2 separate regions of the Sus scrofa genome follow, and region 2 is linked to region 1. A link is a contact called in public Hi-C data. All regions are on one chromosome and are shown on one strand. Each heading gives the region's core, a stretch centred on a gene start, on an enhancer-like site or on the middle of the called end of the contact. The rest is flanking DNA. Distances are from core to core; before and after follow the strand shown. Region 1 has its middle 15 kb from the start of TEX44. Region 2 overlaps PDE6D (retinal rod rhodopsin-sensitive cGMP 3',5'-cyclic phosphodiesterase subunit delta).

Region 1 (5,673 bases), core at 2,287-4,786:
GCTCATTGATTAATGATCCCAACTAGGAACCATGAGGACACGGGTTCAATCCCTGGCCTTGCTCAGTGGGTTAAGGATCCGGTGTTGCCATGAGCTGTGGTGTAGTTCACAGATGTGGCTCGGATCTGGCGTGGCTGTGGTTGTGGTGTAGGCCAGCAGTTGTAGCTCCAATTCAACCCCAACCCCTAGCCTGGGAACCTCCATATCCAGCAGGTGCGGCCCTAAAAGGATAAAAAAAAAAAGACACACCTGGAGAAAAGGCCCGTTCAGAAGACTTGGGCTCCCCCATGACGGCTTAGGAAACAAGATAATGCCGCAGGGGGAAAGGAGCCGCCACTCCAAGGGATCTAGGGACATTCCCTTCTCTCCCACTCGCCACAGCAAGAGGGCTCTGGGCCTCCATGGATCTGGGCGGCGCTTCCCCTCCATCCTTCTCCCATCCTCTCCTCCAATGGACGCTGCCTCCGGTGGTCAGTCTGCAGGGAGGGGACCCGCCAGGGATTCCAAAAACCCCACAGAGCCAGACACGGTCTTCATCGAGGACTCCCCTCCTCTTCGAGGACGGCCCCCTCACCCCTGTACCCCAGCTTGGACGCCGCCGTGGGAGTCTGGCTTCTCTGGCTGAGCTCAGCAAGCCTCACTCCGTTTCTTGCACACACAGTTTCTTGCACTTTTCCCGCCAGCATGGCCGGAAAATTGGTTCCCTTGGCGCGCAGACACAAACAAACTGAACGCAGCTCAGCGTGGACAGGGCAGGATCGGGCTTCGGACACACAGTCCCCGTGGGGCTCATGGGGATCGCGGGCCTGTCCTCACTCCCTCGGGCCTCCCCCGCCCCTCTCACTCCACCCCCCTTTCTGCAGGCCCCTCTCTCCTTCCTCCCTGAGGCGGGGGGCGGTTCCAGGATCACAGAGGGGTCCCCCGCGCTCTGGTGCTTTCTGTCCGCTAGTGTGCCCAATTTCCCGCAGGGGCGGGTGACTTTCTGCCCCGGAGATGCCCGCGCGTGGTGGCCTCGTACGGCGATCTCCGGCTGCGCCGGGCTGCGCGCGCGCCTGGGTGCCCGTCTGCGCCGCCCGCCCCTTGGGAGAAACATGAGGGTATCATATCAGCTGGAGGCAGAGGCAGCCCGGCTCGGGCTCTGCGGACACTGAACCCGCCTGACCGCCCCCCACCCCCGGCTCCCTAACGTGCCGCCCCAGAGGAACTGGGGTCGCCAAGGGCGCCTCACGAAGCGCAGAGGCACTCGGGCCGGGTGACCGTCAACTTTGCGCACAAATATGGGGCTTAGGGGCCGCAGGCCTTGGCGGCGGGGACTGGACGGCCAGAGCGGTGCGTCTGGAGAGAGCTTGGCTCCTCCGCAAGGGACTTCGGAGTCCCGCTGGGGGTGCCGCTCAGCCCGGGCGGGGGGGACCGGGGACGGGGAGGCGGCTCTGCCAAGCTCCTGTTGAGCCCTGCGGCGCGCTCGGGAGAGGCGGGCCCGCTCGCAGGCACTGCCGGGGACGCGGGAACAAAGACGGCCCGCGGCCGGATGCAGTCATGGAAAAACCCATCGGGGCGCCGGGGCGGGGGCGGCAGGGGAGGGGCGGCGCGCGCCAGCCAGCCTTGCCACCCTTGCCACCCTAGGCGGCCCGCCCGGGTGGGGCTGCTCTCGGACCCCGCCCCGGAGCGCTCCTCGCCGGCGGAGAGGAGGCCCGGGAAAACAGAAAATGCTGGGCGGGAAGGGGAGGCCTGCGGACCGAGAACCAGAAGCGTCCTGGTTCCGGGTGCTGCCCGCCAGGCTCTCGGCCGGGAGGGGAGGGTGGCCCGGCCGGCGCACGCCGGGTACACGCGGCGCTGCACACCGCCACTTGGCGGCTGCGGCAGCGGGTGGCGGCTGGCCCATAGGGGGCGCGCACAGACCCAGGCAATGGCGCGGACGCGTGTGCGGCGGCTCACACGCCTCTGCATACACATGATCACTTACACGCACGTGCGGCTAGACACGCGAGCTGCCCCCAGCTCCCAGCACGGAGGCGAGGAAAGTGTCCTACCGAGGGGGGCCGAATTAGAGGCTCGTTAGCTGGTCCCCGCGGCTAGTGGCAGAACCCTAGGAGCTGGGGGCGAGGGTCTTAGAAGAAACAGAGGCTAGGGTCCCCCCACCCCCACTTTACAGGTGCGTGCCCAGGTCCCATCCCCGGGCTGGAGTTTGCTTCTCACGCAGAACGCTGCCGCGCTGTCTTTGTCTTTGGAACCTGCCTGGAGACCGGGAGGCGTAAGGACATTTTTTTTTCTTTCTTTAGAAAAGGAAAGTGTTGGCGCAAGTTGGACTCAGTGACTTCAGAGGCCTTTTCCAGTTATGACTTATTATGAAGAAGGAACTGGCCCCAGAGGCCATAAAAGGAGTTGGTAGGAGCAGAGAAAAAAACTTTGGGTGCCTGGTTTGGCCCCAGCCACAGGCTCCAATGGAAATGCAGACGAGGACCTGGTTCTGGGGGCCCAGGGCCAGATTCTGGAGCAGAAGAGACCCCAGGTTTTGCCTGAATGGGGAGGCTGTTGGGTTGGGGTGGCAGGTGTGGGATTCCTGAAAGCCAGACACAATGAAGCAGAAGCCCACAACCTCAAAAGTTTCAAGTTCAAGAAGAGGGCTACATTTATGAACCCTGGCTGTTGAAACTGTTGTGGGAGTACAGTTGCCGCAGGGGCTCTAGCCTCCACTCAGAAAACGGGGTCCAGAGAAGCAGGTACACCAGCAACAGGACGGGGTCAGACGGGCTGCCATGTACTTGTGGTCCCCTTGGGAAGTGAGGTTGGAATCAAATGACCTAGCCCTGCTTCTCTCTAATTTCCTGGTTTGGGGGATCTTACCCAGCATCTTTGGGCCTCAAAGATGCTGCTCATCTGTAGGCACAAGAGCTCCTCCGTAGGGGTGTTTTGGGGATTGAAAGTGGTATAAGCCCCCATTCCATCCTGCCTTCCCTCCTTTTCCACTTCTCAAAGTCCCTGGTGCTTGCTCACTAGGACTCCTTCCAAGTCCTAGTTTCCCGAGAGCAGGTGGGGTCCAGTGGGACGAAGGCTGGGGAGCAGCGCCCCCTGGTGGGTGATATCAGGAGGGCGCAGTCCGTCTGCGAGGACACGCCTGGGCTAATCTGCTTAGCGCCTGCTGGGCTCTGGCGAGTCCAGCCTCCCTGCGCGGATCCTGGAGCTCTCCTCGGGGAAGTTTTTCCTTCTTGCCTCAGTTACTCCCTTGAGCAAGCACAGAGAATCCTGTTTCTCCGCAGCAGACTCTCCTCTGCCCTCACACAGCCCAGCTTCTCCTATTTTCACAGGCTTCTTTCACTTCTGCTGCGGAGGAATCCCTTTGGCATTTATACTGCGCTGCCCAGCTTACGAAGCACTTCGACACACATTGCTTGTCCCTGAGGCGTGCTGTTTCTAGGTGGCGATGGCGCTAGACGGATAAAAGATCGTGATTTGGAGTGCGGCTCCAGCCCAGTGGACTGGTTTGGATCCTGCCTCCTCCATCCAGCTGTGTAACCAGAGCAACGTTCAAAACATTGAATAACCAGTAGGACAGGCAGGGACCAATCAGAACAGACCCTGCCCTAAACACCAGGTACAGCCATATGTGTGTACCTGCTGAAGATTCTGGAATAATCTCAACCTCCTTGGGCCTCAGTGTTTGTACCTGCAGTATGGACACAATGATCCGAATAGTACCACTCTCTAGGGCTGTAGTGAAGGCTAAATTAGTTAATGCATATAAACGATTGAGAAACCATTGTCTGCCACATAGAAGAGAGCTTTATTACTCAGACTCAGTGACCCAGGGAGATTGCCACTCGTAACAGCGATCCTTAGATGAGCCCACTGTATGCACCCAAACCTGCCTCCTGGCTCCCCTCCTCCTTCCCACACCTCCTGGTCTGGTCCTCTGGTTATTCTACTCTCTAGAAGTGTGTGCCTCTCAAACCTTCCCATGTATGCAAATTTCTGGAAGATCTTGTTACCCTGCAGAATTGCAGATTCTGATGGAGGAGGTCTGTGTGGGGCTTGGGATTCTTTAGTTCCTACCAGCTCCCAGGCGGTGCTGATGCGTGTCTGAGAAGCAAGACTCGTGAAGATCCCTGCAGAAACAAAGGTGTCAGCTGATCCATCTGGCAGTGTTTACTGAGCACCTACTCAATGCAAGGCAGTGTAAGGATCCAAACAGTCCGAGGGCTGGCTTCCAACTTTAAGCAGCAGAGAAGTTGCCGCACGAACACAGGTTGAAACTAACAATCAGGCCAAGGGGCTAACGTGCCAAATGGTGGGAGGTACATGCGGGGAATCCATTCTCTTCCCCGCAGCCAGAGAGGTGCTTTCAACAGGGAAAGATTTTTTTTTTTGCCTTTGTCTTTTGGGTTTTTTTTTTTTTTTTTTGTCTTTTTAGGGCCGCATCCTCGACATATGGAGGTTCCCAGGCTGGGGGTTGAATCAGAGCTGTAGCTGCCAGCCTACACCACAGCCACAGCAACACCAGATCCGAGCCGTGTCTGCGACCTACACCACAGCTCACGGTCCCTGTCTTGATGTTCTTGGTACTTTTTGAACAAGGGGCTTTGTGTTTTCGTTTTGCACTTGGGCGCCATATGTTAGGTAGCTGGTTCTGCTCACCAGCTCTGGTTCCTCGGGCCAGGATCGTTTCCCAGAGACCATCTGGGAGAGGTGGGAGGAGAAGTGGACCTGGGTGACTCCTTTTATTTATTTATTTTTTTTAGGGCCACACCTGCGGCATATGGAAATCCCAGGATAGGGGTCGAATCGAGCTGTAGCTGCCGGCCTACACCACAGCCGCAGCAAAGCCAGCTCTGAGCCATTTGCAGCAATGAGGGAGCCTTAACCCACTGAGCAAGGGCCAGGGTTTGAACCCGTGTCCTCAAGGATACTAGTCAGGTTCTTAACCTGTTAAGCCACAAGGGGAACTCCCCGGGTGAGTCCTTGAACAGGTCCTGTGTGTGAAACTGAGATCACAGAGTCGGGTTCGTCCAGAGAGGAGGAGAGGACGAGAGCTGGAGGCTCTTTTCAAGAGAGGATCGGGCTGTGGAGACGCACTGCCCGGGAAAGCCAGCCCCGGGGCCACTCTCTGAGAGAGGCCAGATGCCGCCTGCCATCCAAGCTGTCAGACTGTTGATAAGAGACATGAAGATTTGCCCGGAGGGGGCAGATGCCTGGCTTGGGTGGGACAGGCAGGGCGCCCTGGCTCCTTCGCCAACAGCTGCTCTGGATGCTCAGCTTGTTCTCTGTGGCCTGGGTTCAGATACCGTGTCTCTGAGTCCAGCCTGGCCTGGAGACAGGCTGTCAGAGGCTTGGGTGTTACCCTGTTGTGACAGGTACCATTAGGAGGGAGGAGCCTGAGAGGCCTGGATAGACTGTGTCACTTAAGTCCTGAGACCTAGTTACACGGCTGAGTCCCGAGGGTCCCCCAGGCTGGCCTGGGCCAGGTCTTGGGCCCAAATTTAGGTCACTGCCTTCTCACCCGTCACGTTCTCTCTGCTCCCGCAGTGTCTTGTCCCTCACCTCCTTCCTCTCCGGCTCGGAACCTCAGCCTCCCTCCTCTGTGACTGGTGCCACCTGCCTCAGTTTACACATGTACTTGTCACTTTCACTCTCGCAGTTTACTCTCAGTGGGCAGGACGAGGGTCTGTTCCCTAGCTT
Region 2 (5,673 bases), core at 1,459-3,958, 99 kb before region 1:
CGAATTGCTGTGGCTGTGGCTGTGGCATAGGCCGTCGGCTACAGCTCCGATTGGATCCCTAGCCTGGGAACTTCCATATGCCATGGGTGTGGTCCTAAAGACAAAAAAAAAAAATAAAAAAATAAGAATAATAAAACAAAAGCAGGCCACTAAAAAGCTGCTTGAGAAGTCTGGACTTGTGAGTAAAGCGTATGGATTGTGCTCTTCGCTGGAGGGCAATCTGCCTGAGTCATTTCCTGGGATTTCTCTCATATCTGTTTCTTTAGGTTTTTATCTTGGCTGGTCAGATTCTGTTGGAAAATTTTAGATTTTGCACTGTTCATTTTCTACCTCTTTCTTGCCATTTCTAGATGTGTACAGTCTTAAAGTTCTCACGATGTCGATAAAAAGATCTCCCCAAGTCTCTGCTGCTTCCTTTAGGTGTCTTTTGCACTCTCCTGTACGTTCTTATTTGCTTTCATGGTCCTTAACACTTAGGGCAACTTGCTAAAAAACAAATAAGAGTTGATAAAAGCAAACCTGAGATGCCTAGAGTACAAAGCAGGAGTCCGTCCCTCCGATGCCTTATTCTTCCTTAATATGTTTGATCAGAAATTGGATGAACCTTCGGGATGCTGAGACAGGGAAGATACTCTGGCAAGGAACAGAAGACCTGTCCGTCCCTGGAGTGGAGCACGAAGGTACTTTCCACGCTTTGTCTGCACAGGGCTGATGACTCAGGAGCATGGACAGCGGAGAGCTAGGTTAATGCAGACCCACCAGGGAACCAGCCTCTACAGGCCCAGCCCGCCAGTCCACGTGGTGCTGAGATTTCTAGTGTCTATCTCATATTTCCCCCACTCCCCAAAACCCACTTTGTGCTGAAACTTTAACATTAGCTACATTAGCCTACTCAAAGTTAAAAACTAAGATCTCGACCTTTTTCCAAAAGAAAATTTGCATTTGTATCTCCCTGAAGTAGAAGAAAAACCAAGGAGTTAAAACTAGTGGAACAGAGGAGTTCCCGTTGTGATTCAATGGTTAACGAATCCGACTAGGAACCATGAGGTTTCGGGTTCGATCCCTGGCCTTGCTCAGTGGGTGAAGGATCCGGCGTTGCCGTGAGCTGTGGTGTAGGTTGCAAACGCGGCTTAGATCCTGCATTACTGTGGCTCTGGCGTAGGCCGTCAGCTATAGCTTCGATTAGACCCCTAGCCTGAGAATCTCCATGTGCCGTGGGAGCAGCCCTAGAAAAGACAATAAAATAAAATTAAAATAAAATAAAATAGAATAAAACAAAACTAGCAGAACAGAATAGAGAGAAGGTTCCCATGCATCCCCTTCCTGATAAGAGGAGCTGGGTAAGGCCTTTAGATGCCCTCAATCGGTTGTTCCTGGAAGATCTTTCCATCAAATGCACTGGACCAGTTTGGGACCTCTGCTTTTAAGAAGTGTAATTCTATTACCAAGGCATTCTCTGAAATTTAACATAGATAACATGTTCTCTAAATCAGCTCTAAGAAGCTCTCAGAAATGGTTTCAATATTTCTTTTTCTTTACCAGCCCGTGTTCCCAAGAAAATCCTCAAATGCAAGGCAGTGTCTCGAGAATTGAACTTCTCTTCAGCAGAGCAAATGGAAAAATTTCGCCTGGAACAAAAAGTTTACTTCAAAGGGCAATGCCTAGAAGGTATTCTGCTGCCTCCATGCCTGAAATCCGGGCTTAGGGTGACAGGGACAAAAGTCAAGGCTCAGCGAACTAGAGCACTGCTTTGATAACATTTATTTTGCATCTCAGTTTGTGATAGAGTTCCTACAGGCTGGCAGACTGGGGAGCCCCAGCGAAAAGAAGCAAAAACAAAGCTAGCAACTCCACGGGGGCTCTGAGCCAACAAAAGGGTTTCTGAGCCTGGTGGGCTGCCTTGTCACTGACGCGTACTGTAACCCGGTCACGAGGAAGCTGCTGTTTAGGGCCTGGTACAGTGCTCTCCATACAGTCTCGTACAGACTCGCCTGGCAAGGCCACTCTGCATTCACTTCACCGTGAAGTGGAAGAGTGCACGTGTGTGTCTTCGAGCTGAAATTGCAAGTGAAAAGGCCACTCTGTACTTTTGTTTATAATCCACACCCAGCCCACTTCCAAGAAGGTGTTGCTGGTCCTAGTCCTTTAGACCCCAGCGCCTAGGGCGCAGGCCTCCGACAGCCCGAAGAGGGCTTCTGTGTCTTTCCTTGTGCCTCTGGCCCGGGGAGTTTGTGATGGCTTCCTCCGAGGTCCTCGGGTAGGAAGAGGCTTGCTCTAACGGAGGGGACAAGGAGCCTGAGAGTCTGCGCAGGGCGCCAGCTCACCCGCTTTTCCTTCTTCCCTCAGAGTGGTTCTTCGAGTTTGGCTTTGTGATCCCTAACTCCACAAACACCTGGCAGTCCCTGATAGAGGCAGCGCCCGAGTCCCAGATGATGCCAGCCAGCGTGCTAACGTGAGTGAGCGGGCCGCAGGAACTGTGGGCCGTGTCTCGAAGCAGGAATCCCAGACTGGTGGGACTTGCGTCCCGGTCGGCAGGCAGGCAGGCAGGCAGGCGGCCAAGGTTGAGAAAAAGGGTGAAAGAGTATCGGGGTCTGGAGTTTACAGCTCCCTGACTTTCGTCATGTGAAAAAGCCAGTGGGATAGAATGGGAAGAATTAACCACCTCGGATTAGACCTTGGACTTAATTCCTGATTAACTCTGACTGGCTCTGTAACCTTGGACCCTGTACTTTACCTCTCTGGGCCTTTTTGGTCTTATTCTCCTCCTCTGTAAATGCAGAATTAATAATTCTCCCGCACAGAGGTGTACGGAGGATAAAATGAGATGGTATGGAAGGAAACTGGCACCTAATGTATATAAAATCTGTGCTAATTTGCTCCCTTTCCTGACTGCCTAACTTCTGGTACTCTGTACTTCCTTTGAAGGGCTTTCAACAAAACCGGACAAAGTCCTGATTCTGCTTTAGAGGCTAATGTTTGGTTATAGTTTTTCAGAGGTTCGCTTACCGTTTTAATAGCTGTGCTTCCTGCTCAAAGAATAATTATTCATCCTTTGTTCCCCCCAAAAATGTCACTAACTGCCCACCTACTGTTTTCTCTTGGGAAAAGATATTAGTCTTTCAAAAGCTTTAGGGAGTTTGCTTGCGGTGCAGTGGGCTAAGGACCCAGCATTGTCCCAGCTGTGGCTTGGGTCACTGCTTTTGCATGGGTTCAAACCCTGGCTCAGGAATTTCCATGTGGCACAGGTGTGGCCAGAAAAAAAAAAAAAAAAAGTTTTAGTAATATTGCCTAGTAACAAACTATTCACACAAGTAACTGTGTACTATTGGTTCATCTCTTTAAGCAGGTCCTTTATGACTGCTACACTGAATCTGTAAATAGAGGTTATTTACCTCGTAAATCTCGAATCGATTTTTAATCGTATTTTTAATACCCATCATCGTATAGTGGGTTTTTTTATATTTTGTTGGCCAGTCTGAGCTCGAGTTCCTTATTTGCCTGTTTTATAATTAACTACCAGCAAAAATATATCCGCTGGCTGTTAATTACCCTGGAAAAGTATAGTGTCATATGTCGTGTCATATGCTTAGATTTTATTGGCCCTTGTATGACTTCTTCTTGACCAGGCCTGATTTCTTTCAGGTACTAACATCAGTAGGTCTGTGATAACATATTTAGTTTATTTAAGTCATGCCTTACTTTTTAGAACCCAACATAGTGCTCCTGTTACCCTTAACTCAGTTCAAGAATAGTTTGATTTGGAAGCACTGAGATACTCATCAAGAAAAACGAAATTGCCCTCCGTACAATACAGATGTATCCTTTGGGGTTCCTGAGCTGTAGGCCATAGAAACTGACTCTGGCCTGCATGACAGTTGAAAGAGTAGGGCTGAGACCTGAGCATCTCGAAAGATGCAGGTAGCGAAAATTGTGGATGGTTTCGTCCTGAAGCAGCCATCGGAAGGATCCTGCCCCAGGGAGGGAGTCTGACTGGCCCAGAGTACATCCTGTGCCCACCCCTTTGCCAGGTGAGGGAGGGAGCCTTCGACTGCCCCAGGAACTGGAGATGGGGTGTCCCCAGTAGAAGAGCACAGCGCCATTACGCAAAGTGAGCAGAGGAGATGCAGGCCAGCCAGCCCACAGCTGTCCACTAGAGTCAGTTGTAGAGGGAAGGGCCCCACTCCTGGGGCCTGCAGGTTTCCGTGTGGTCAGAAAGTCAGTCTCTTGGAGTTCCTGTCCTGGCGCAGCAGAAACCAATCCGACTAGGAACCATGAGGTTGCGGGTTCGATCCCTGGCCTCAATCAGTGGGTTAAGGATCAGGCATTGCCGTGAGCTGTGGTGTAGGTCACAGACCCAGCTTGGCTCTGGTGTTGCTGTGGCTGTGGTGTAGGCCGGCAGCTACAGCTCCCATTGGACCCCTAGCCTGGGAACTTCCGTACAGTCCTAAAAAAAAAAAGAAAGTCAGTGTCTTAGAGCACTCTGCTAAGGGCCTTCAGTATACAGTGGTTTAAGACATGCTCTCTCTTTCGATTTCTGACCCTCGAGAAGACAAACCTAGTCACATAAGTTAAGTGTCCTGTTAGATGTCTAACCCCATGTGGACACTGATTTTAACATCCCTCAGTCGAGGTTATAGGTGAGGGCGTGTCCACAGGCCCAGCACCAGCAGACCCAGGTTGAAACCACTTAGTGGAAACGAAATCTGTTGCCTAACACACTCACTCTTTCGCCCTCTCTTCTTACTTATAGCGGGAATGTTATCATAGAGACAAAGTTTTTTGACGACGATCTTCTTGTAAGCACATCCAGAGTGAGACTTTTCTACGTTTGAGAGAAGAATGTGTGTGCATTTCAAGAATATGTTTTTTTAGGGGGAAGGAGAAAACTGTTTACTTTTTTCCTCCATACATTCGATTTTTGACACTTCCACCCCTAATTCCCTCTACGGCAAAACCCACCTGCAGCCACCAGGGGACCAGCTCTGTGTAGGTAACCAGAAGCCTTTTTTCTCTCAAGCCACCACCTTCCACTGACCAGACTAAACTCCCAACCCCAGACCAGGGCAGAGGGGGAGTCTGGACTCCTTCCTGGAGTAGACACGGGGACAAACACACCAAGAGCCGTGCCCGTCACCCTCCCTGCCTCTTCCTCGGGCCCTGCAGGCAACACATCTTCCTTTGGCCCCTGGTTTTGGAAAAATTCATGTTCCTGACCCACGTTTAGTATTTTCCTACCATTTCTATTTCATACATTCTCATTCATTTAACTTGTAAAATAGACTGTGATATTATTATTACGTAATGAATTAAAACATATGAATTAAAATATTCCTACGTCTTTAGCATGGCCTTGCTTTCATCTCTCCTTTTTTTCGGAATATGAACCTGGCTCCGTGATGGGAAGAAAGACACTTAACAGACTGTAGGATCACATTTCCTGTACTTACTCCCGAGGTGAGCGGATAGATCTTGCGGTGCCCAAGTGCTTCAGCCACTGCTTTCCAGGAACGTACCATGTATGCGAGCAAGACCCGGGACCTTAACATTGGTCTTTCATACGGGCTGCTTAGTGGTTCTCTCCCACAGCCTACGTGCACCCTGTTTGTTTGTTGTTATTGTTTTTAACTTTTTCTTTTATAATGTGTTTTTATTCGAGAGGTTTCCAGAAAGGCT

The links. A called contact is a pair of places that touch in the nucleus more often than the background predicts.
Region 2: a contact with region 1 is called in a Hi-C map of liver, with 1.9 times the contacts expected there. The contact joins two enhancer-like sites. A contact is called at or near these places in 2 of 5 promoter capture datasets (fetal liver and liver), 25 of 47 Hi-C or Micro-C datasets (alveolar macrophages, blood, brain and 12 more) and 2 of 2 datasets of contacts at active chromatin or transcription factors (alveolar macrophages and skeletal muscle).

What each region holds. Positions count from the first base shown.
Region 1 is chr15:132,278,009-132,283,681 of Sscrofa11.1, reverse strand. No RefSeq gene overlaps it. Among named protein-coding and RNA genes, the nearest start is that of TEX44, 15 kb to the right of the region's middle. Within about 2 kb of position 3,536, at least 53 of the 83 cell types and tissues checked have an H3K27ac peak or open chromatin away from gene starts, as enhancers often do. A contact at or near this core is called in fetal liver and liver, where this site is marked.
Region 2 is chr15:132,375,791-132,381,463 of Sscrofa11.1, reverse strand. It overlaps PDE6D (retinal rod rhodopsin-sensitive cGMP 3',5'-cyclic phosphodiesterase subunit delta), which reads left to right. Exons shown (of 5, transcript XM_003483755.4): 2 at 592-680; 3 at 1,543-1,668; 4 at 2,347-2,452; 5 at 4,751-5,347. The coding sequence ends at 4,832. Among named protein-coding and RNA genes, the nearest start is that of PTMA, 22 kb to the right of the region's middle. Within about 2 kb of position 2,708, at least 10 of the 83 cell types and tissues checked have an H3K27ac peak or open chromatin away from gene starts, as enhancers often do. A contact at or near this core is called in fetal liver and liver, where this site is marked.